Regions from separate parts of the Anser cygnoides genome. Here region 1 is linked to region 2. Evidence: chromatin contacts called from public Hi-C data. All regions are on one chromosome and are shown on one strand. Each heading gives the region's core, a stretch centred on a gene start, on an enhancer-like site or on the middle of the called end of the contact. The rest is flanking DNA. Distances are from core to core; before and after follow the strand shown. Region 1 holds the start of EEF2K (eukaryotic elongation factor 2 kinase). Region 2 holds the start of KDELR2 (KDEL endoplasmic reticulum protein retention receptor 2).

Region 1 (6,483 bases), core at 3,130-5,629, 170 kb after region 2:
AGCATTCACACTTTCACTGACTTGCTGCGTAAATGGAACATCATTGCAGAAATCGTTTTGTATTTCAAACTAACAGCGCTGATAAAAAAAAAACTCAGTTTTTCTTGAAACCATGTTTCTTGTAAAGGACTCATGTTTACTTTGGAAGTGTGTTTACTAAAAATTGTCCTCATGGTACATGCTCTTTAAAACAGAATTCCATAACCAAACCTTAACTACACAAGCACTGCTCTACATCTCACAGTTTATTTGTTCAAAAGTCCTACAAAAATGCCTGAGCTTCATTCCATGGCTCATGTTCCGTGCTGCTGCCTTACAGCATAAAGCCATGCTATCTAGGAACCCCCGTTGCTATTGCTGCAATGCTTTGATCGTTTAGTCCCTAATATCCGTGACAGAAGCTTTCCTTGGGCTAAGCAAGAAAAACAGTCACACTGCACTGAACCTAGCCCACAAACCTGCGTTAGTACACCTAACCTGTAATTTAAACCACCAACTCCATTCTATTTAAAAAATGTGTCCCATTTTTTAAAATCAAGCTTGTACTATGTGATTAATAATGCAGAAAACTTAAATATAGCCAATTATTAAATCAGTTCATGTCTCTATTAATTTTGGGCTTTTCCAATGCATGTCTGAAGTGTTTTTCTCTTGACATTATATTCAAGAGCCACACTATCAGCAGGGGAAGGTGAGTTGCAAGGACACTATGTTATGTTGTCAAACATAGTGCATATGCAAACATCACCAGAGGGGAGATTTCACATCACAGTGCTGGTAATACACTGCTTATTTCTGTATGGTGTCTGTTGTTATGAAATGCTGCTGGTTTGGCAGGGCCCTTGAGCAAGACACCACAGCAGCCTCAGCATGGAAACCTGCTTTAATTCATCCTAAAGAGGTGAGGGATGGGAAGGCTCTAGTCACAGAAGAAGGGAGAACTGGAGCATCCCCAACTACTTCTTAGGGGCCACCCCAGCTCAGACACAGTCCTCTGCACTGCTTTAGCACGAGGCAGGGGAACAGGGGCTGCTCTTGGACAGAGGGACTCCAAACTTCTTTTGTAGGGTCAGCATTAAAGCAAGAATATCTGTCCCCTCTCCCAGGTATAATACCAAGTTCTTTTGGTTTAACACCACATCAGCTACAGCCACCAAGCAGGATACCCGTAACAGCAACAGGCAGGCTGTTTTGGAGGAGAAATTGCTATTTCAGATTAACATTCTTTTAAATCACCAATTTGAAATTTAACCTAAGCAACTCTAAAGGCTGCACACCTTACAAAGAATGGTTGTTGTTGATCGTTAGGAACCACAGACAAAGCTATGCAACGTGTTCCAGAACAACCCCACTGGTACATTAGTGTCCTGCACCACATCACAGAACTGCTGCACTTCCAAAGCACGTCCCCAGTCCCTGCGAACCAAATGCCTACTGCCACCTGCACTGCACACCAACAAGAAAACAGGTTCAGCGAGCCAAGGTAAGAGCTCCAATAAGAAAAACAAGATTATTTTACTTTTAAAAGATGGCTCAAGTCACCGGGTACCTTTGACAAACCTGGTGTCACCAACCACAGACCTCCTAACGAGAAGCCCCTGCTCCAGGGCCTTCCAGTGCATGGCCGCTGCACAGGTGGTGCTGCAGCCCGCATCCAGCTACAAGCCCGGCTGGGACAAGGTACTGCATCAAACAAAGTCTTGGACAGCAATGGTGCAAGATTCACCAAGCAAGTGGGCGAGTTCACATGTGGCAGTTCAGAGTGCAAAGCCCCTGAGACTGAGGACCCTGCGGCACACCACAGCTCCCAGCACCCAAGGGGTTGTTGGCGCTGAGGTGACTCCTGACTGCAGCCCAGGCTCCTGCCAAGCACATGAGCCAACACTACTGTGAGGCCAGCCAAAACACTGGAACACAAAAGGACAGGAAGGGAACTTGCAAGTTACCATCAAACCGCCCTTCCATTTCCATCAATAGTTTTGTTATTCACTTGGCTTTCAGTTCTCCACTTCAAATCCACCGAGCAACCACCTAGAAACGCTGTTTCCCCTGAGCAGCACTCAGCACCCCAAGCCGTTTGCCAACCCCACGCTGAGGCGGCCGGACACCCCGAAGCCCACCCCACAGAGCTCCCTGGGGGCGTATCGCGACAAAACTGCTACCCCCAGGCGAAAAGGAAGGAGCAAAAACACGAAAATACCGGACTACCGCTTCCAGGTCACCGCGACGCGAGCACCCACCTTGTAACGACTCCAGCCGGCCACGAAGCTGCTCCTTTTCTAACGCCGGCTGCTCTCACTCCCTCCAATCACCCGCTCCGCCTCACCCGGCCCCCCACGGAACCTACCGGGACCCGCTGCCCGCTCGGCTCGGAGCGATCCCGGTGCCGCCCGGCCCCGCGCAGCCGCCCTGTGAGGGCAGGCGGGAGGCGGGAAGCGGGGCCGCCCCTCGCTGACAGGAGCCGCCCGCCCGCCCCGCCTCAGCGACCCGGGCGGGCACCGTGTGCCCGCCCGCCTCTGCCCGAAAGGATCCGCAGCCAAACTGACGGGAGAAGTCTACCAGATACTTTTTTTTTTTTTTTTTTGAGAAAATGGTGAGAAATTGAGGGGAAAATCCCAGGTTCGCACCTTTAGGTGGTAGAGGCAGGGGGATCCTGAGCCTGAAGGGAACAGGAGGGAAGGCAGCTGTGCTGGGAACCAGCACTCGACCAGGAACCACCACAGCTGATGACAGGAGCTGCTTCCCCGTCCTCTTCATTTCAGTTTTCTCGGAGTTTGGAGCCAAAAGGCAGATTTCATGGGGCAGAGCCCCCAGGCTGCCCCCCCCCCCCCGCCAACTCCCTCAGGGGAGGCATGGAGCTGCTGTGGGCCGTGGGGGCTCCACGCACATGGGGTCAAGTCAAGTAGCACAGCATGCAATTTCCCTATAAGAAATAACAGAATTACGCTCCAGATTTCAAAATCCAAGGACCTCAAACCTCCTCAAAGCTTCCTTCCTATAAAACATTCACTTTCTGGGTTGAAAACGTCCATGGCTAAACTTTTCCTCAAGCTAGATTTTGGGGAGATTTTAAACAAGACTCCTCCTTTCATGGGTTATATGGAAATTAACATAAATAGGTTCTGGCTTAATTATATTCCTTGGCAGCCTGCTAAGAGGCTGCCACTCTTGTTGAATCTTGCATTCACATAAATAATCCTCAGCAGTGCTATTTAGAAAATATCTAAAACACTTGCTATTTAGCAAATAACACTACAAAAACAAGGGGGGACTACAAAACCAAGACTGGCCGATGTCAGCACGCCCACTGCGACAAACCAAGAGCCTGTGTTGGCATCCCAGGCAGGAGGAACGCACAGCCACCTCTCCCTGGTGGGCCTGGCAGCCAAAGAGGGAGGCAGCAGGCAGAAATGCTGCCAAGATCACCTTCAGGAGGAAAACTGCTGTTATTTCATCAGCAACACACAAAGCAAATTCCCTGACTCTCTGCCAGGCACTACCCCCCCCCCCCCCCCAAATTACTTACATAAATTAAACCAGCTTAATGCAAGGACTGGAGGAAGCAGCAGGTGCCTGCAGCAATGCTGCCAGCTGTTTGGGAGCACCTGCAATTTTGGCAATGATCTCCAGCGCTGTGCTGCGGGTGCAGGTTTGCGTGAGGACATAAAGCAGAGAGTAGCCTGAGCCGTTTCATGCCACCTCCCCGGGAGCGCTGCACTGGGCTGGGAGGAGGGTGGGCTCATCAGATTAATTGTGAAGGCCTGGCTGAGGCCAGATGCTGCGTTCCCACTGCATGAAAATGTGCGGTAATGGTTTAAAAAAGGTCACCAGCTGCTGCTGTAGGGTACTAATAACAGCCGAATACTGCTTACTGGTGTGATATATGAGCACAACCGAACAAGTCACAGCAGTAACAGTCTTTAAACACTTAATTTAAATACACAGCATCATTTTGGGACCCAGTGGCATATGGCTGTACTATGCTGTACAGCTGCATGAAGAGTGTTCTGCTAGGCTAGGAAGACAGTTGGATTACACTGGCTCAAGCTACACATTTTTCATAATTTTAAATGAGCCGTCTCTAATACCCTGGGGCCAGGCTGTACTGCTTTCCGGGTTTAAGTCTAGGGCTCCTCTTCTCTGTAGCAAACAATCAGTGATAACAAAAAAGTGATGAAATACAAAAGCAAAGCGTACATTAAAATTAGTCCACAAACGCTACATCCTCTAGGCTTAGTTTTCTGTTGGGATGTTTCATAATACACCCTTAATACGGTTCTGTTCAGAAACTGCCGTTTCAGTGAACAGCAGCTCTTGAAGGGAAGAAGGAAGGCACCCCCCAAACACTAACTTTCAGAGCAATGTTGTTCTGCGCCCACCTGACGGTCCGGGTGAGACACCGCCCGTACCTCCCTCCCCTGCTGCCTCAGAGGCCGTGCTGGCCCCGCCTGCCCCCAGCCACGAAGCCGCTGCCCGCGGGCGCAGCACCGGGCCCAGTGCCCCCAGCTCTGCCCATGGTCTCCCACACCGCCACCGCCCGCCCTCCTCCCGCCCTCCTCCGCCAACTCAGGGCTCGGGGCGGGCGACTCCAGGGCCACGTCTGCAGCCGCCGGGTGCCGGCGGGGAAGCGGCGCCACCTGCCGGGTGCGGGCCGGGCCGGGCCGCGCCGCCCCCTCCTGCCGCCGGGCCTGGAGCGGGGACGGGGGGCGGGCGGCGGCGCCCCCCGCAGCCCCGAGCCGGCGATGGCAGCGTCGGAGCGCCTGGGGGCGGTACCCGTGGAGGTCCCCGGGGAGGGGAAGGGTGGAGAGGGGAGCGGGCACCGGCCGGGAGCTCCGGGGGAGCGCCGCGGTAGCTCGGGACAGAGGCGGGCGGAGTGAGGGGCTGTAGGGGGGGGGGTAAAATGGCGGCGCCGCCCCGCTGAAAGAGGCCCGGCGGGCGATTGAGCACGCAGGCGGTAGCGTGGCCGAGTGGTCTAAGGCGCTGGATTTAGGCTCCAGTCATTTCGATGGCGTGGGTTCGAATCCCACCGCTGCCAAGAAGTTTTGGCCCCGCCGCGGCGGTGGCTCCTTTTCGCGGCCAGGCGCCGCCGGGGGCGGGCGGGCAGCCCCTGCAGTCAGGGGGCGGGAAGCTGCGCTGCGGGCGGGGACAGCGACCGCCCGCCGTGCGGCCCGGGACCCCAAAGACGGTGAGAAATGGCGACGTGGTGCCTGCTCCTGCCTCCCGCCCGGCCGTGCCCCACAGCCTGGGCTCCTCAGGTCTCCTTACCCCTCCTGCCTCTGCTTTTGCCTCTTTTCCCCCAGCGCTACAGGTGGGAAGGTGCAGAGAAGGCGATTCCTGGGACAAACCGGGCAGCGGGAGAGGCAGGTGGCAGCAGAGCCCTCCCCAGCCCTCCTGTGGTGAGGGCTTCAGCTGCGTGGTTATTCGAAACGCAGGTTGTTCGTTTTCGCAGCTACAGGGATTTGCTCAGTACAACTGCTGTCCATTACGAATTAAGTGCAAAACCTTAGTTGTGTCTAAAGTTTAGCTGCTAACTGACTAAACTTTGTTGTATAGCTATCGCAGTAAAGGAGGTAAAGGAAGCAGTACAAAGATTAGTGCAACCCGTAGTGGCAGATTCCTCTACAGCAACATAAATTATCTAACGTAGAATAATTAATAACTTTAAACTAAAATATGCACAGTTCTGACTCGTGAAAACCCATACCTGCAAGTATCTGACAGCCCTCTGCCCTGCCAGCAGGTCCTGCTGCTGGTCACTGCACCCCACAGTAGGACGGCAAAGTCTGCAGCAGCGTTCAGAGAGGCACAGCACCAAGTTCAGCAGTTTCAAGTGCACTTTTATTTTCCTTCATGTACAGTGATACAGCTAATTCACAAAATAAATTCACACAGTGTGAACTTCCCCTGTTCAGCTGGCTTGTGTTATTTACAGTGATACATTCTCATTGTTGGTCCCTTTGTGTGTTCCTCAGTTCCCCAAGGTAATGAACGTGGCAGCAGCTGTAGTCAACCTTCCTCCTTATTTTAGCCCTTTTTCTTCATTGGTGAAGCACTGAAGATTGGTTGAAGTTTCTGTTCCTTTTGCGGGTCCTCATGCACTTCGGCATTCAATTTGAAAAAATTGTTGGTGTGAAATACATAGGTTCAACAGTCTTGACTCCAGTGTGTTTCAGTGTTGATCTTTGGCCATAATTGTTTACAGTATTTTAATTTCTTAAGTACAGCTACTTATAGGCTACAATTATTATTTTTGTAGGATCTAAAATAACTGCCTGCTTATTGCATTGGGGGCAGTAAGTATTGTGGAGATCAAGGTGATCCATGGGTAGCAGTACTGTGACTGAGTATGTGCAGTTTATGCATGTCAGTGTTTTGTTTCCTTAAAAAAATGCAAAACTGAAAGGTCATCAAATCTTAAAGAAAGAAAGATCAAACTTAAACTAACAATTAACAAAAGCAAAACTTTGAGGAAGATGTGATCGT
Region 2 (6,226 bases), core at 3,136-5,635:
CAGTACACCTGCACAGCGCTGCCCAGGGCTCGTGGCTGTCATCTGGGACAGAGCAGCCACGTCGCTGTCATTCTGCTCCTCCTCCCTCACACATTACTTAGCTCTTCAGCTAAACATACACACTTTTATTTCTTCATCTTCCAAAGCTCTGGGCTCAGATTTTCAGGGGTCAAACCTCTCATTTGTGTTTCACCCTCACGCAAGGAAAAGCTCCTTCAACTTCTGCTTGGCTAAAAGCAAGAGGATGAGATTCTTCCAAAGCTCTGCTGATTTTCACAGACAAGGAGGACAGCGGCGCTGAAACTGGAATACTTTCTCATCAACCACAGTTGCTGTTGTGATTTCGGTGGTGTGACAGACTGCACAGCAGAGGCGTTCAGGCAGCCTGGCTATGAAGTCTGTGCACCACTTACCTGACTGAGCATGAGCTGCACATCACAGCTGTGAGATCTGCAGAAAGCCAGTCTGTACACAGTCATGGAATCTCACAGACTTTTTGTAGAATTTAATAAAAAATAGTTTGTTTAGCATGAAGTCCACATCAGTCACAGAACCACAACTTCTCTGGTTCTGCTAATGAAATGCTGACATAAAAAAAAAATCAACCTAACTCTAAACTCAAATTTATTAACTAAAAGGCAAAGTGTTCCTTCAAAAAGAGAAATGAAATTCCAAACCTACCTAAAGCAGTGTTTTCTGAGAAAACACAGAAATTGGCAACAACCAATGTCAATGCACTTTCTAAAGTCTTCAACACAGTATACAGTCTGGTCCATAGTGGGTGAGACAGCTACATTACCTAGCAAAAGTGTTACACACTCACTACCTATGCTTTTTTTTTTTAAAAAAAAAAAAGAAGAGAATATTCAGCATATAATTTGACAGCCTCACAACTGCAGGTCACCTTTAACATTTGACAAATGACACTGAGAAAAGCAAATCAATTTTCAGGTAGTAATTCACAGCGCAAACAATCTAATTTGACTTGGAATGGATTAGAAAATACAGTCTGAACATGACAATGTCTGAAAGCAGAGGATTCTTCAAGTCTCATGAATTTCCTAATCATGACAGGAGAGTCAATAACAGAGTTACCTGCAGCATTCTCCACAGCTCCTGGTAATTATTTCTGAGCTGTTATTTGGAGTGGCGAACATTTTTTCAAATTCTAAATGTGGAAACTCAAATAACCACTCATGCAAAAAATTGTTGCCCTGCCAGCACTGAAATCACGACTTGATTTGCTTTCATTTGCTTTTCCTTGTTATCTTTTTAGCATATTGACTAAATTAGGAAAAAAAAGAAATAGATTAAGCTCGTCAAACACTGAAAACGCAGACTGTTTCATAACGCAAATTATCCTGGCCTCATCAGTTTTCTTCAATTAGAGGACTCGCTTCTTAGGGAAGGGAACGGGGACTGACACATCTTTTCAGAAAGCAGGAGCTCGCAGCAGAGGTACATGGGCTGCCTCCCGCTCAGCTCCAGCGGCTTTTACAGGCCTCCTAGCTCCTCCTGGAACAAAGGCCTCAGACACACACAGATGCAACTAGATGAGAGGAGTCGGCACCATGTGGTTTGCCAGCTCTTCATGGATCACAGCCTGCAGTTCAGCAATCATTTAGAAGCCTCTATTTATTTTCTAAGCTTCTACTGCTTCAGAAGCACACAGTTAAACCAGCTGCTGGTTTGCTCGGTTTCCTTAGTCACCAACAACCATAGGGCATACATTTATTTAATTTATAATCTGCTCTGCTGACCATGCAATGTAAAGGAATCGCATGAAGCCCTCTAATAACAGCATCAAGCAGCTGCTGAACAGTTACTGGCAACTAGTTAGGGGTTATTGTCGTGAACTTTATAAACGTATTTTATATGGATTTGTATTTATGAAACTTTTATCCTCAGAAACTGCAACTGACAACAACAAACCAGTACAGGAAGGAGCCCCCCCAAAACAGAACCCCATGCTCCTCAGGGGCACTGTTCTCCTAGCCAACTCATTAGGCCTACTGACACGAATACTGGAGGTACAATGAATCTGGACTTACTCCTAAAGACACAGGCAGAAATAGAAGACACCATGAAACAATCCCACTCAAAAAGTATTTCAGCCTTTTGCTGAGGAAAATGAACGAAGCAGGCTTTTCAACTGAACGAGTGCATGCAGGTACGCTTGTGTTGGAGGATGCTGGCTGATTTGGCGATGGGAAGAGCTGAGGGTGATACAGGCCCCTTTACTTCTCTCTGTTGCAGAAGGCAGTACCAAAAATGACTGCTATGATTCTTCTTCCCTACAAGTAAAATCCTAATAGCAGAGATCCTCAGTCATAACTGACCCAAGGAAAACAACAGATCACTTTTTAAACAGAAAGATGGGACTGGGTTATGCTGTACTACGCTGTGTAAATAATCTCGTGTACAAAGGTCACTTAAGAATCTCCTGGATAAAATGCTACCAGAATTTTAGTCTTGCACCAAAACTTCTCATTGTTCTTCTTCAGACAGTAAGACATGATTATTTTTCAGTTCGTTAACTCTTTAGTCATTTGTAGCCTTGATAGCGTTTCTCAAGTATGACGGAGGAGGAGAGAACTCCAGAGAAGAGTTGGGGGCCAGATCCTCTCCTGACAGACCTAGACAGAAAGCCTGATCCACCAGAGCCCGAGCCAGGAACGTTCATTTAGGGAAGAGCTCTTGGGCTCCCTGGCCTCAGAAATGACAGTTCTGCACTATCACTGTATGTAAACTGGGAAGTCATTTACTTGACACCTTCACGCATAAAGAAACGACTGTTCTAAACCAAAGTCCTTCATTTACTAGGGTTTTTCTTTTGCGCTACCAAGTGATTTGCAAAAAGCAACCTGACCTGAAAACATAGAGAACCTGTACTTCCTCTTACCTGTAAGCTGAATGAGATTTAATTTCCCCATTCTCAGTTCTTTCAGGTTGCAGCCTAAACTAATTCCTCATGTCCTTAACCAAATACTTCACAGATGCATCTGCTCCAGAGCGTACTTGCACGTTATTCCACGTCAACACACGGCCAACCGATCTGAGGCATAATCACTCTTCCTAGCAGATTCCTAGCACTTCTAGGCCTGCCAGCCTGATCCACCTAACCCACGCATGGTGCAGAAATGCCCCTTCGGAACCAAGCTCCTGGCTGTGTGCTGGCTGGAGCCGTGCAGCGGTGCAGAGACCTGCCTGCGACTCCCCCCGAGGCCGCAGCAACCCCGGCAAGCAGGCAGAGGGCACGGGGCGGTTAAGGGAGGACGAGGCCGAGGCCGGCCCTCCCTAGCCATGCCGGAGGCCGGGGCGCTGCTCGGTGGCCGCGGGGCTTCTCCCGGCCCCGAGCCCGGAGGGCGGCCGAGCCCCGGGGCCTCCCCGCCCCACCTTCCGCGGTGCCACGTCAGAGCAGGCCGACGAAGGCTGCCGGCCCCGGCCCGGCCTCGCTCCCTTCCAGCCGGCAGCACCGAGGCTGCAGAAGGCGGCGGCACGGCCCGGAGGGCGAACGGGCTCGTACCGGGGGTGGGAGCAGAGGGAAACAAAGGGGAGAAGGGAGCGGGGCCAGCCCGCCGGGAGCGCTGAGCAGCTCAGGGGGAAGGGAGGGAGGGAAAGTTCAGGAGCTGCAGCCTGCGAGCCAGCCGCTCCCATCACCACGTCGCCTGCAGAGCGGCGCTGCCAGCGACGGGCGTGCGAGCCCCGGGCCCGGCGCCCCCCCCCCGGCCCCATTCATTCGGCAGCGGCGGGGGCACGGGGCTGCCCGCCGGGACCGGCCGAGGCGGCGCTGCCGGGGGTTAATGCACGAAGAAAAGGCGGCCGTTGAGGCCGCGGAGGAAGGACAACCGCCGCGGCGCCCGCCCGGGGGTGCTCCCCGCTGCCGGGTGCGGGGGACCGAGGGGGGGCGCTGAGGGGAGCGATCGCCCCTCAGCACCCGCCCGGCCTCCACCGGGGGGCCTTGAGGGGGCGCCTCAGGCAGGCGCAACCCCCCCCCCACGACACCACCCCCGGCTGCTTTACCGCCGGCCGTCCCCTCCCTCAGGCAACGGGCGGCCCCTGAGGGGTTCCCCCTCAGCCGCCGCCGCCCGGGTCCCGCCGCCCTCCCTCCGGGGCCTGCCTCCCCCACACGCACCGGCGCAGGAGCGGCTCTTCCAGATCTTGAGCAGCAGGATGATGATGGCCGCCAGGTGGGACAAGTCCCCGGTGAGGCGGAAGATGTTCATGGCGGCGGAGCGGCGAGACGAGAAGGAGGAAGAGGAGGAGGAGGAGGCGCAGCCCGGGAGCCGGGGAGCGAAGATGGCGCAAGCTCAGCGGGCACCGAGCGACGTGGCCCGGGGACGTGGCCAGGCAGCGCCGCGCCCGCTGCACCCTGGGAAACGGGCGGGAGCGGCGCCGCCTCCCCCGGCCCGGCCCAGGCCCCGGGGCCGCCCTCAGCCCTCTGACGGGGGAGCCCCCGATCCTTTTTGTTTTGAGCTTTGTAGATGAGTGGATTTGAGGTTTTTCATCAGGCAGGAGCGGTATCGGGGCTGATGGCGCTCCCACAGCAAGCATGGTAGTGATAGCTGTAGTCGTAGTAGTAGGTCTTGGAGCTAATCTTCCAAGAAAAAAAATTCAAATAAATTGTTCCTAGCACCAGTAATGTTTCTGTAAGTTAGCATGCTGCACCTTTGCAGCCCAGAATCCCTGAACTTGAAGGAGGGCACCACTCTTAACAGTTGTCCAGTGTCCAGTCCAAAGAGTATCCCCTCTAATAACTCTCCACTGTTGTCTGTTATTTTTTCTTGCAAAGAAGCTAGGTATAGCTTTTCATTCCTGTGGGGACAGGAAGGGGATTTCCAATGATTGTGAAAAACACATACCAAAAGTTACCCTATCTAGACAGAGGTACTTTACTTTTTATAGCATCCCTGAAGAGTAAGTTATTTCTTAAAAATCTCATTTGACATTATCACACACGGTGTAGCATAAGAACCATGCTGTATAAAGTCCACAGAAAATTTCCCTCAGAACAGCATATATAGTTTGAAAACTTTATCTCATGACTAGGATAAGACAGGGAGATCACTTACCAATTTCCATCACAGGCAAAGCACTCAACTTAGGGAAAGTTAATTTAATGTATTGCCTGTTCTTCTCCCTTCCCTCTTTTTCCCAGGCTCAACTTGACTCCCCCAAAACTTGGACACCTTAATGCTTGAGAGTAAGTCCCACATCTGAAAGACAAAAGGATGTCGCTCCCTGTCGTGGTATTTAGCCTCTAACTGAGAGAGGCCAGAGCCTGTCCACAGCTCGATCTACCCTGCGGCATCCGCACTGACCTGGCTCCAGCCGTCCACAAGAGCTGGCAGCATTGCAGGTCAGCTCTAACTTCTGTGCAGCGTGCGCAGAAGATGAGGACAGAGCTCCCTGTGTTAACAGCACAAGGCAGACCTCAGGCAAGTCCAGTTTGGCTGCAAGTTTTACCCATAGGTTTAACATGAGAGCCCTCTTGTTTTACCAGTGATCCTATGGTTAACTGAAAAAAGGGCAGCCATGAGAACCACACAGAAAAGAATTAGGAAAAAATCTTTGCTTAGTTTAAATCTTTATCTCAGTGTTCTTCACTGGGTTTCTTTTTCTTCTTTACCTTCTTGGATTTCCAGTCCCTAAAAGCTCATTTTCTATCTTTCTCCTTTTCATTTCTAGTTTGCTTTCACGCCCCTCTTCTCAGGTCTATTTTCTCTGTTTCTTCATTTTCCTGGGGAAAGCCAGCAAAGCTCCTTTTCCATTCAGTAATATTAGATAGGTAAGCAGAGCTCCCTGGCAGTCTCAGGACAGGCTTGCCACCCCCAGGCAAGCTCAGCTTTCCCTGGCCCTTGCTGTTCACATGCCCCTTTTAACACCTCTGCCTGTCCTGGTATCCTGAGGTGCAGCTGTGCTCCCTGAGCAGGACAACAGGAAAATTCTGCAGAATCTCACTCCACTTGCCTAAGATACCTTGCACTCAGCAACAGCAAGTGAAATGGAGCAGTTCTCACCTTTCCTTGGCCCTTGACCAAAGTCTCCAGGATCCTGACATTCAATGTCACTGACTAGGCAAGAGAAAAAAAAAAATGTGGAAGGTGAGAAGCACATTTGATGCTCTGCTGGAGAGCCAGTGTTTCTCAAAGGCACTCTGGCAATAGAGCTCAGGGTACTGAAAGTAGTGCAAAGGACACCACAGAACTGGACATAGATTTTCCTA

What was found. Hi-C and Micro-C count contacts between places; a contact is called where the count stands out from the background.
Region 1: a contact with region 2 is called in a Hi-C map of liver, with 6 times the contacts expected there. The contact joins the promoter of EEF2K here to the promoter of KDELR2 in region 2. A contact is called at or near these places in 2 of 7 Hi-C or Micro-C datasets (both in liver).

What each region holds. Positions count from the first base shown.
Region 1 is chr15:8,087,354-8,093,836 of Taihu_goose_T2T_genome, forward strand. It overlaps EEF2K (eukaryotic elongation factor 2 kinase), which reads right to left and starts at 4,380. Exons shown (of 19, transcript XM_013177051.3): 1 at 3,527-4,380. TRNAL-UAG (transfer RNA leucine (anticodon UAG)) reads left to right here and starts at 4,954; the gene lies at 4,954-5,035. It overlaps LOC106033566 (putative short-chain dehydrogenase/reductase family 42E member 2), which reads right to left. Exons shown (of 12, transcript XM_013177189.3): 12 at 5,663-6,483. The coding sequence ends at 6,365.
Region 2 is chr15:7,920,281-7,926,506 of Taihu_goose_T2T_genome, forward strand. It overlaps KDELR2 (KDEL endoplasmic reticulum protein retention receptor 2), which reads right to left and starts at 4,386. Exons shown (of 5, transcript XM_048067534.2): 1 at 4,136-4,386. The coding sequence starts at 4,226.